2 separate regions of the Mus musculus genome follow, and region 1 is linked to region 2. A link is a contact called in public Micro-C data. All regions are on one chromosome and are shown on one strand. Each heading gives the region's core, a stretch centred on a gene start, on an enhancer-like site or on the middle of the called end of the contact. The rest is flanking DNA. Distances are from core to core; before and after follow the strand shown.

Region 1 (5,850 bases), core at 2,156-4,655, 52 kb before region 2:
GGCTATTTTCCACCGCCCATCGATGTCGGTGTTGAGTACTTGCAAAATGTGCTGGAACTTCCCAGGGATCACTAGAGACATGGCGGCGGCACAGACAGCTGCGTGTAGGCCTCCTGTGGAAGAGCTAGTTTTTAAAATTTATTCTTGTGTGTTCGACTGTGTCATCCTTGAGGAACAATACGTTTTTGAAGACATACCTCACTGGCCTGTGGAGCTCAGCAGGTAGGCTAGCTGGGCTGGCCAGTGAGGCTCATGGATTGTTCTGTCTCTGCCTCTTCAGTAAGGGATGATAAGTGTGATAGCATGCCCAGAGTTGTTTTTAGAAACTTTTATTTATTTATTTTATGTATATAAGTACACTGCTGCTGTCCTCAGACACTCTAGAAGAGAGCATCAGATCTCTCATTACAGATGGTTGTGAGCCACCATGTGGTTACTGGGGATTTGAACTCAGGACCTCTGGAAGAGCAGTCAGTGTTGTTAACTCCTGAGCCATTTCTCCTGCCCTTGTTATTTATTTATTTATTTATTTATTTATTTATTAATTAAAATGTGGGTTCTGAGGACCTATGGACTGACCTGCCTTTCTCAGTAGCTTGCAGTATAGTTTTCAAAGTGCAATCCTATAAGCTAACTTACCTGTAATTTCTAGAAAAATCAAGTGATTCATATCCTTTTAAGGGAGTATGTTTCAGAGACAATTCCAAAACAAATGTGTGAGAGACTATGATGGTGCCTAGATGGGCTCCAGCTTCTGGCCTTGTCTGTCTGTCATCCATCATTCCAAATGTCTGTGCCATCCTCCCTGCACCTCCAATGTTTCAAATTCGACCTTGACTCACAGTATTCCATCCACTGCCCCCACCCCACCCCCAATGCTGTTTGACCAGTGGCCTCCCTTTGGTGGCCTTCACCTAGACTTTCAGGACTCACTCAGTCTGCAGATGGCACTCCCGGAAAGCTAGTGAGAGTCACCTGTTGGGAGTGCCAAGAGAGTCTGACTGATTCTAGGAAGGGCAAAGAAAGGCGCTCTGGAAGTCCAGCCAGCAAATGGAAGCCACAGCTCCTCTCTTTGGACCCTGGGAGCGAAGACAAGAAAACAAAGTCACTGCAGAGAACTAAAGTGCTTGGGACTGGAGCAGTTCCCCAGTAGTCAGCATTAGTCAGGGTAAACGTTAGAGTGGAATAATGTGGAATTCAATAGAAATGTACATTCCATCCACCGGGAGCCAGATGGCTTCATCACAGCTGATGTTATTACAATGGATACAAAAGGAATTAATGATTCACCAGTTCATTCCTTTCCTCCCTTCCCCCCACACCTTTTCTTCAGCTTTAACAAACTGGTCTGGAGCCAACTGTGACATCAGTTTAGTAATGACTTTAAGCACCATTTCTGCTGCTATCATGGCAATTTAAATTGTCACTTTCTATTAAAAGGTCTACCTCAGAGTGGTTTTAAGTGAAAGCGTTCTACACTGACAGTGCAATTAAACAAGAAAAAAAATTCTTTTCTTAGGATGTCATTGCAAACACACTTTAAATAAGGGTTCAGCAGTGCCTTGCTAATTTAAACTACAGTATTGCTTTCTATTAAAGAATAGAAACCGAGTTGAGATTTCTCCCCATCTTCCTACTATGTGACACTTTGAATTGGCATCATGTCCCAGTCAAAGTCCTGACGTACCTATGGGTACCTGAGGCAGGCATTACACAGAAATGGTTTTCCCCATGTGAAGGGGACAGGCGTCACCTTGGCCAGGCATTTGCTTTTAGAGTTGCCCTTTTCTGATCCAGCACACTCTCTCCCACACACTCCTACTGGTTAATCAGGGTGAGGAGTTTCAGTTGCAAGGCAGACTGCTTTACTAAGGTGATAACGCTCAGTTTTTTTTTTAAAGGACAATTAGAAAGCGTAGTGCAGACAATAATTCTGAGCAGAGGTGTGTGAGTCTGTCTTCTCCCTCTCTCCCCTAAGTTTTGATCTTCAGGCGGTTTGTCCATTTCCCCAACCTCTTCTTCAACTGAGCCAAGGAAAGTCACTTCAGACACTTTAGTCTTTGCATTTAAACACATAAATGGAAACAGAGCCCAAATGTTGAACGAGCCAGTACAAAATAACACGTTTTGCCCACCTCATTTGTCTTCTGGACTCCTGTAGCCCCAATAGTCCATAATTCCTAGGCATTTGGCTTAGATAGATTCCAGCTATCAGAGAGAATAACACAATTACATTCTTAGACGTTGGTGCCTTAAATTAGAAGTTGAGGAATATTTGAACAGCAGGAATGGCGGGCATTTTATTTTAATGGTCTTGAAGTGTTTCCAGTCTTTCTGACAGAACTTTATGTCATGAGCAATAGCCCTGCTCTCAAGCACATTAGGCCAGAAGTAAACGAGGCATAACACTTAAGTTGCTTCTGTACGCTCTCAATTGGTATCGTTATTGCTCTGAAGGACACCGAGATAGCATCTTGAGAAAAGTGTCCCGATGATGGGTGTCGAGATGCAATTTTTTATGTCTACACAATTACATTTCTCACTCCGCCATATTCCACACTTGACTGCCAGGAGAAAAAAAAAGATGATCGATGTAAACCCAGTCCTCACGAGAATAATACATAAGCTGCTGGAATCGAAACTCATTTCATTTTACAAATTAGGCAAACTTTCTTGCAGTTCCATTCTCATTTTCTTCTTTTCTGTTAACATAACAGGCATTTGTATTTAACCCGAGGGCAGGTGGAAACAGAAAAAAAAATGGCCTGTTGATTTGGGGACTGATGGGGGTCAGGAAAGGGTCACCTCAAAAAGAAGTATTGCCTCTTGAAATGTAGAGGTGGAGGGGAGAAGAGAGGCCACAGAAACTTTCTTTGCAATGAATAACATGGAAAATGGAGAAATCAATAAAAGTGTGGAGCGGGACATATGAAAAAGTATGTACAAGGGACCAAGCAAGTACAGCGTCTGCCTTTGCTTTTGTTAGTTGGCTCCAAATGACAGGAATCTCTTCTGTTGCATTGGATTGTGTGTGTGTGGGGGGTGTTTCAGGGCTGGAAACTTTGGAAGAGTCCTTGCTCGACCTTCTTTAACTTCCTGGTTGCCATCAGCACGTCTCTCTTTAGCTTGTGGCTGCAGCCCTCCAACTGTGGCTTCTGTGTGTACACAGCCTCTTTTTTGTGGTGTGGTGTGGTGTGGTGTGGTGTGGTGTGGTGTGGTGTGTGTGTGTGTATGTGTGTGTGTGCATGTGAGCACATGAGTGCGTGTATGCCCCCTCTCCTCTTTTTCATTTTTTCCAGTGCTGGGGACCTTTTGCATGTTAGACAAGCACTCTACTAGTGAACTGCATTCCCAGCCCCAGGCTATAGGATTGTTCCTTCCCTTTCCTTCCCTTCCTCCTCCTCCCCCTTTCTCCTTCCTCCTCGCCCCTTCCTCATTCTTTTCTCCCTTCCTCCCTCCCCCTTTGTCCCATGCCACTATACACTTAGAGTGTAGTTTTGTTCAGAGGGCTGCACCTCTGAAGATTTGCTAAGTAAGAGCCATTTCTAAACGACTCTTCTATACTTCCTGACATATAGCAATGCTACTGTGGAACCCAGAGCTTCTTGGCTGACCAAGAATGTGTTCTAATGACTAAGATGTATTCTAAAGTTCCCTTTCCCAAGGACGAGGAAACTGAACAGCAAGCTGGTAAAGTGAAAATTGACGTTTTAAGGCAAGATGCATGTTTGGAGAAATTTTTTGAAAGTAATTTCTTTGGAAATAATTTAGTAAAAGTTTCATTTTTACGTTTTGGCATTAAACCTGTTTTCTTTTGTTAAGCTTAGAATCTTAATGGAGTCAATCAAAATATATTACATTTATTGAATTTATCAAAGAAAGTACTATTATGTATTAGAATATTTAAACAGCCAACTTTAGGCTGGGGTGAAGGTGTATGCCTATAATTCCAGCACTAAGGAGGATAAGACAGGAGGATGCTTAGCTTGCAGCCACTCTGTGCTAAACAGTGAGATAGTCTCAACACAACATAACACAACACAACACAATGAAATGCAACACAGAGCATCACAGCACAACACAAAATGAATGAACAAAAAAGCCAGACAGATGGTTTCTGTTTGGGAGTGTTCTAAATCCAAGTAATTGTTTTTCCATTTAAAAAAAATTGTGGTTAAATTTATTGCTTAGTCATTTACATGTTCAGCGTCTTTAAATACATCCACATTGCTGTGTACCATTACCACCACCCATCTCCTGGACACTTCATCTTGTGAAAATGTCACTTTGTACTTTAAATAGCTGCCCATTCCATCAGCCCTGGAAGATAGCTCTCTCGTTTCTTTTTTAAAAAGTTACACTTCCCAATCTGTAGGATGTTGTTTTGTCTTATTGACTATGTCCTTTGCCTTACAGAAGCTTTCCAGTTTCATGAGCTCCCATGTACCAAGGCCTGACACTATTACTCAGGCTATGGAGCTCTCACATAAAGAAACTATCATGACTGCCCTCCAAAAGACCCAACAAGCCGCTGAAAGAGTCAGATGCAGATATTTGTGTAATATCCAAAATGAACTCAAGACCACCCAGTACCTTCCCCCTTCGAAAAGGACTTTCCAAACTGTACTAGCAGGCCAAGTGCAGAGCCAGATAAGGAAGCTGCCTGACTAAACAAATGTAAAAACATAGTTTTAGCGGTCAAAATGATTAAGCCTGAAACTACCAAAACAATATTAGCTGTTCTCAGAGAAATAACCATAACAAGATTAGCAATTCTCCTCCCCCCCCACACACTGAATTCTGACAAAGACCACAAACCACCCTGACCTTGTGAGAATTCCCCTGGCGTTAATAGCTGTGACATTAATGTACTATTACTTTGCTGACCAAATCATAATAACCCACCATGGGGTCAAGCAAAGTGAGTCACTAGGCCAAAGGTTTACTTAGTCACTATACAAACCAACCAATGCCTGAAAGGGTTACTTGCTACACCAATGAGAACCCTGTTGCTCAAATCTGCCCCTTACAAAGGTATAAAAAGTGTGTTCTTTCTTTGTTCTGGGTCTCTCCTCTGGCCTGCGTGCTGAGAGGGGAGTCCCCAACATGTTGGATCAAATAAAATCCTCATGCATTTTGCAGCAATGGTGGCGGTCTCTGTGGTCCTTGTGACGAACTACAACAATTTCCACCCAACCAATGGACAGAAGCAGCTGACCCCTGTTGTTGAATTAGGGAAGGCTGGAAGAAGCTGAGGAAAAGGGCAACCCTGCATGAGGACCAGCAGTCTTAATTAGTCTGGGCCCCCAAGATCTCTCAGATACTGGACCACCAAACAGACAGCACACACTAGCTGATATGAGGCCCCTAACACATATACAGTAGAGGACTTCCAGGTCTGTGGTCATTCAGAGATGATGCACCTAACCCTCAAGAGACTAGAGGCCCCAGGGAGGTTAGAGGTCAGGTGGGGTGGGGGGTGGGGACATCCATGTGGAGACTGGGTGAGGTGGGGAGGAGGTGTGGGATGTGGACTGGGAGGGGGATAAAATCTGGAGTGTAATAAAAGATTAAATAAAAAAAATAGAAAAAGAATAAAACAATGAAATTAGCCAAAATAAAAAGTTATACTTATTTATTCATATGTACATATGGATGCAGGTGCCACAGTCCATGTGTGAAGGTCCAAGTACAACTTGGAGGAGTCAGACCTCTTCTTCTATTATGTGATGTGGGGCTATAAGATTGAGTCTTAGCTTACCAGGGATACACCCCCCCCCCCCCCCGCCTCCCAGTGAACATCGAGAAGCCCGGGATCTATGCAAAAGCAAGAGGAATTTATTGTTCCAG
Region 2 (5,889 bases), core at 2,276-4,775:
CCAAAAGGCCTTTTCTGAGACCTGGGGTTTTACTTAACTTGTTTTATGAGGGCAGGAGGAGAGAAGCCACAGGGTACCTGAGGAAAGGAAGAAAGTGAACCCCACTTGGGGAAACCAAACAGACCCTGGAGAAGCAAGAAGACCTACCTTCCAACATTTTCATTAAACGGAGGAAAAGCCATGTGGAAATGTGGAATGGTGGGCCGAAATGGGTCAGCTGGCCAGACCCACAGTCTATGGCAAAGCAGCACTCCTGGAAAAGCAGCGAATGAACAGGAAACCAAGTCGTTAAATCTTCTTCCCCAGGCCTGAAGATCAGATGCCATTTTCCAGCCATTTCTTTTGGTAGTTTTTCTGATGGGGTGATGCTCCAAGGGCCTGGGAATGATTAAAGAATGACAAGGTCAAATGGTAGGTTAGTCCATTCAAAAAAGGCAACTGAGGACCAGCCTAGGACCAGTCCCTAGACCAGTGTCCTAATAACCAGGTGACTTTTCTCAGAAAGTCACCTTAAACTCAGAGCCTTAAGATCAGGGCTGGTGAAGTGTTCTGGAGTTGAGTGAGCATATCCATCCCTGTCTATCTGTCTGCTCATCTCATTCGTGTTCATGGGGCTGGATGCTCCTGGAGAATGGCGTCACATTAGTGTTGTCAGAATTTTCTCCTGAGTCATAGCAGATAATGTACTGTAGGTAAGGACCTTAAACTCATACTAGTAGATCCTCCATGAATAGAAGCTATATGTCACAGAAGACAGGGCCAGCCTCCTAGGGCATAGAGAAGACTAATCAAAGGTATTTTGCTTGGTGATGCTTGGTGTCATCCTTTGAAGCAGAGCTTATTCATGGAAGCCACCTGGGGAGATTTGAAAGAACGACAGCATGAGTTCTCCAGAAATTCTGCTTCATAAGCCTGTGCTGGTGTCTGGATAATGGTCACTTTCACAATCTTCCCAGGGGATTCTATCTAATATGCTAATACAATTGAGAATCAGCCTTAGGTATCAACCTTGCCACCCTGACCTTGGAAGCTAAGCAAGGTTAGTCCTGCTTTAGTACTTGGATGGGAGGTAGCTCAGTTTCTCTATATTATAGATGAAAACAATTTTCTCTCTCTCTCTCCTCTCCTCGCCCCCCCCCCCCGTCTGTGTGTGTGCCACCGTGTAGAGGTCAAAGGTCATTTCCTTCCAGTATGTGGGTCCCAGGATCGAACTCAGATTGTCCCATGGCAAGTGCCTTTTACCTGCTGAGATATTGCACCGGTCTAAATGATTTTCCTATGTGCCCAAACTAGATCCAATGGCAGGGTGTGGCAGCAAAACTCATAATCAGAGCACTTGGGAGGGAAGACTGGGGTTCAAGGCTATCCTGGAACACGCAGCCAGACCTCATTACAAAAAAGAGAAAACCTAATGGCTGGGAGGCAGCAAAGTGGGTAAAAGTGCTTGCAGGCATGCATGAGGGCCTGAGTTTGAATCCCCAGAATCCATCCGAAAGCCAATCATGGTAAGAGGAACACCTGTAACCCACGTGCTCCTTAGAGAAAGACTCGCCAGAAGCTCGAGCGCCAGCTAGCCTGGCTTAGCCAACAGAAACCCAACGACATCCTGTCTCAAGCAAGGAGGAAAGCAGACACCGATGCTCAAGGCTGTTCTCTGACTTCGACATGAATGCTGTGGTATGCATAAGCCTACATATTCATTCATTCATCCATTCATCCATTCACTCATTCATACATTCTTTTACATACACAATCTTAGTGCTCATTCTTTTACTTTTTTTTTTTTAATAAATCATTTCTTTTTAACTGCGTACTTCATTCAGATCACAGCCTCTTTTGGCTGCTTCCTCTGACAACAGTTTGGTTCCCATTTCTCCGGAATGCTACAACTGACTGTACTGAGTGAACCAGAGCCCCCAAACCAGGCCTTTTGAAACAGTAAATCAACAAACCAAAGTCCAGCCTCTCCTTTCCCTTAGGAAGGGACTGGTAGTCAAATGATCGGAATTCTACCTTCCAACTGCAGACACCCAAGAGCGTGGATGCACTGCAAACACGCAAACAAAACACAGCACAGCAGCCCCCACCCATATATTCCAGTGCCACTATCTGATCTCTGGCCTCTTCCAGTAGGAACGGCCTCACTCTAGCAATCTTAAGGAAGACGTTTTGGCCTCTACTTAATTTCCCAAAGAGACATAAAACCTACTAAAAGGGATACAATGGGTCAGCATAAATCGGCTTACTTACGAGAGACTTTTCTGAGTAACGGCTCTTGACTGTTGAGAAACTTCACATAATTTCAAAGTGGCAGAATCCAGGGCACTCAGAGAGGACAGTTCAGCAGTGGCCTAGTGTTGAGGGTAAGTTTCTGTATAATGTAGGTGCACACACACACCCCTCTTTTCTTCAGGGTCAGGCAAGCCGCCAAGACCTCGATCATCAAAGTAAGTTATTTTCTATATTACAGTGCATAAAACAAGAGAGGAAAGGATACTTTCATTGAGAGAGAGAGCAAGCGATCGAAAGGCAGGCGTTCATAGTGCAGAAAGTTCTGTGGCTAAGTAAATGGGCAGCAGCTGGGGCTTGTGGCCTTCAGGCGCTGAAGTACTGCAATTTGCCTCCAGAGGAGGCCTCAGCGGCGTCTGCTTCCTCCTTGGGTTTGGCTGGCTCCGCTGGCTCAGCTGGCTCCGCTGGCTCCTCTTCATCCTCCTCACCGAAATAGTTAGCCTCATAGAAAGCATCCTCATCCTCTTCGTCCTCTTCATCCTCTCCCTCCTCCTGGTAGTCAGCCTCGTAGTAGATTTCATCATCTTCGTCCTTATAATAGTTGTCTTCGTACTGGTAGTAGTCTTCATCGTCATAGTAGTCGTTATTGTTGTAATAGTTGTTCTCGTGATAGTAATCCTCCTCCTCCTCCTCCTCCTCCTCCTCATACTCCTCTACTTCGTAGTAATAGTCATCTTCATCTTCCTCCTCCTCCTCCTCCTCCTCTACCTCGGCATTCTCAAGCCCCTCGTAGTAGTAGTCATCGACATCATCGTCCTCTTCCTCCTCCTCCTCCTCCTCATCCTGCAGGGCCTCCTGGTAGATGTCCGAGTTGTCGTCCTCGCTCTCGCTCTCATTCTCTTCTTGAGGATAGATGTCTGGGTATTTCTGCATGCACTCCTTCAAGGCCTGGTACTCACTTGCACAATCGGACCCCTTGACTTCTTCGGTGCTGTGGTGGAAGCAGGAAAAGGCAGACTTGAAGTGTTCTCCACAGGGGCCGCTGGCCATTCCTCCAAGGCACGGGCAATTCCAGTTAATGCTGCCACTTGGCAGTATCAGTCCATACTCTGCATGGGGATCATTGGGCTCGTCAACCACCAGCTCGGCATTGCTGGGACTTTCGTGGTCTTCTTTGGTCACGAATACAACTTTATCTTTCTCTTCCTGCGGGCTGTAGGCCATGGTAGCTCCGGGTACTGCTTCGCAGTGCTGGTGCTCCCAACTAACAGCTTGCAGCTCTGAGCTCGAAATGCTGGAAGGCGTGGCGGTAGCTGATACACCTTCAGGCTGTGACCTCCCTCGCCCCTCCTCAGGCCTGGAGGGGCGGTTCTAAGGCCGGCACAGATCCGCCCCTTCAGGCCTGCTTGCTGCTGGCCTTCAGTATTTTTCAAAGGAAAACCTAACCTCCTGTTCTTTGGATGAGTACCCCTCAAAGGTCTACATGGAAAAGCTAGGTCCCCAGGGTGGTGCTACTTGCTGGGCAGTCCCTGTGGGGCTTTAAGCATCCCTTGTAGAAATTAGTGGACATCCTTAGGTAATTGAGGGTATACCTGTGAGGGGAATAAAGAGTCTAAAATCTCTCAGGCCCTTTGCATCCTGGATGATAATGTGTCTGATACTGCCTTCTATTCGTAGACTTGAATCTCCAGAACCATGAGCCAAAACAAAGCTCTCTTTACTTCCTAAGTACCCTGGATCAGGCATTTGGTTACAAAGCTCCACTTTTTTGAGGAAAAGTCTCACCCACTTTTCCTTCCTTACCTCTGCATCAGCTAATTGCAAACTTGGCTGAACATAGGGATCATCTGATGGCTTGCTAAAGTTAACATTCCCAAGTTCTCACCTGAACATTATTATTATTGAGTAGGCTGGCGTAGGTTCTTAGACTCTGTGATTTTTAAGATTCTCTTCCATAAATATAATCTGAACAATTTTCTAACTCTGAAATAAGGTGATTGTTGGTATGTTGTAAATTAAGGGAAATATGAATTATTTAATGTCAGTACAAAGGAAAATTAATATTTCCTTTTAATGATTTTTCTCCTGAGGGACAGACAACAATAAAAGATGGCAACCCTGCTTTATCAAAACACAGGCCTGAATTATTTTTATTTATTTATTTACTTTTTATTAGACATTTTCTTTATTTATTTACATTTCAAATGTTATCCCCTTTCCTGGTTTCCCCTCCGAAAATCCCCTATCCCTTCTGCTCTCCCCCTGCTCAACAATCCACCCACTTCTGCTTCCTGGTCCTGGCATTCCCTTATATTGGGGCATAGAGCCCTTCACAGGACCAAGGGCCTCTCCTCCCACTGATGACAGACTAGGCCATCCTCTGCTACATATGCAGATAGAGCCACGAGTCCCACCATGTGTTTTCTTTGGTTGGTGGTTTATTCCCTGGGAGCTCTGGGGGTTATTGGTTAGTTCATATTGTTGTTCCTTCTATGGGGCTGCTAACCCTATCAGCTCCTTGGGTAACAGGCCTGAATTATAACCCTGCATTTCTTATTTTGTTTGGTTATTGTTTTAAAATTAAACAGGTGGTCCTTAATGCTCCCTGGTCAGGGACACACCTTTTTATTTGTTAATTTTGCAAGTTGAATTCAGTTATAGCTTCCAGAATAGAAAATGAGTTGGCCACTGCCGGCACCCATCACAATGATGTTCAGTCATTCGGTCATTCTGTTGTTTAGTGGCTGGTAGTTTCCAGTGGGGGGTGGGGTGGGGTGGGGAATCACTGAATGCTCAGATGACCCAGGTGAAGCGCAGCTCAAACAATCGCTTATCTCAAACCCCCGGATTGAGCCCATGACTCACAGGGCCATGCTTTTAAAAGCTCCTCTCCAAGGCAGCTCAGAGGTGGGCTTGAAAAAGCTTTGGAAGGAATCCCTCGGGCCTAAGATCTGCTTGCTATTCAGCTGTGCTAAAGTCCTTGTGACTCACCTCCACAGCTGCACGGAGGGGGGGATGATGGAATTCACCTTACCTAGCTACGGAGGGTGTTCCCTACCCTTTAAGAACAATTATCAAGGTAGGATCTTGAGTTGGTTGACAGCCAAAGGGGTGGGTGGTCACTAAAGGTGTTCCATCTTGAAACAGCAGGGTGGCTGTGGTGGAGTTAGGAGTCTTTTGTGCCATAAAACTTGGGTTTTCTTCCACAGTAGTGAAATTGGAAGTACCCAGGCAACTCACCAGGTTAGAAACACAGAGGATCACTATTATTTAGTATCTGTGCAATAAACAAAACTAAAGCAGCCAGTCATTTGACAGATGTGTCCAGGACTGAAGAGACAACTTTTGTTTTTGGCCAGGCAGATGCCTGTAATATAAAAATTTAGGAACTAGGGTTAGGAGTTCAAGGACAGCCTTGGTTATGTAGCAAGCTCAAAAGTTCAAGAGTATCCTAGGGTATGTGAGACCATGTATTAAAACAGCAATATCAAATAGGCTAGTGAGATGGCTCAGTGGGTAACAACCCTTGTTGCAAAAACCGGCTATCTGTGCCCTCCTCTGTTGTGCTCTGTCTTATTCTTTTAAAACAGGGTCTTTTGCTAAACCCGGAGCTCATGGTTCTTTGGCTAAGCTGGTGGCCTGCAAACTCCAGAAAGCCTT

What was found. Hi-C and Micro-C count contacts between places; a contact is called where the count stands out from the background.
Region 1: a contact with region 2 is called in a Micro-C map of granulosa cells, with 2.1 times the contacts expected there. The contact joins the enhancer-like site here to the promoter of AU015836 in region 2. A contact is called at or near these places in 21 of 39 promoter capture datasets (the 3T3-L1 cell line, 3T3-L1-derived adipocytes, the C10 cell line and 13 more), 4 of 15 datasets of contacts at CTCF or cohesin (the G1E-ER4 cell line, the NIH/3T3 cell line, pro-B cells and 1 more), 136 of 484 Hi-C or Micro-C datasets (the 3T3-L1 cell line, 3T3-L1-derived adipocytes, 8-cell embryo and 65 more), 13 of 115 datasets of contacts at active chromatin or transcription factors (astrocytes, bone marrow-derived dendritic cells, embryonic fibroblasts and 3 more) and 4 of 9 other capture datasets (adipose tissue, embryonic stem cells, liver and 1 more).

Annotation. Positions count from the first base shown.
Region 1 is chrX:94,018,091-94,023,940 of GRCm38.p6, reverse strand. It overlaps the pseudogene Gm6987. Among named protein-coding and RNA genes, the nearest start is that of AU015836, 52 kb to the right of the region's middle. Within about 2 kb of position 3,405, at least 4 of the 459 cell types and tissues checked have an H3K27ac peak or open chromatin away from gene starts, as enhancers often do. A contact at or near this core is called in the G1E-ER4 cell line, extraembryonic ectoderm, granulosa cells and 1 more, where this site is marked.
Region 2 is chrX:93,966,292-93,972,180 of GRCm38.p6, reverse strand. It overlaps AU015836 (expressed sequence AU015836), which reads right to left and starts at 3,525. Exons shown (of 3, transcript NR_028320.1): 1 at 2,251-3,525; 2 at 148-378.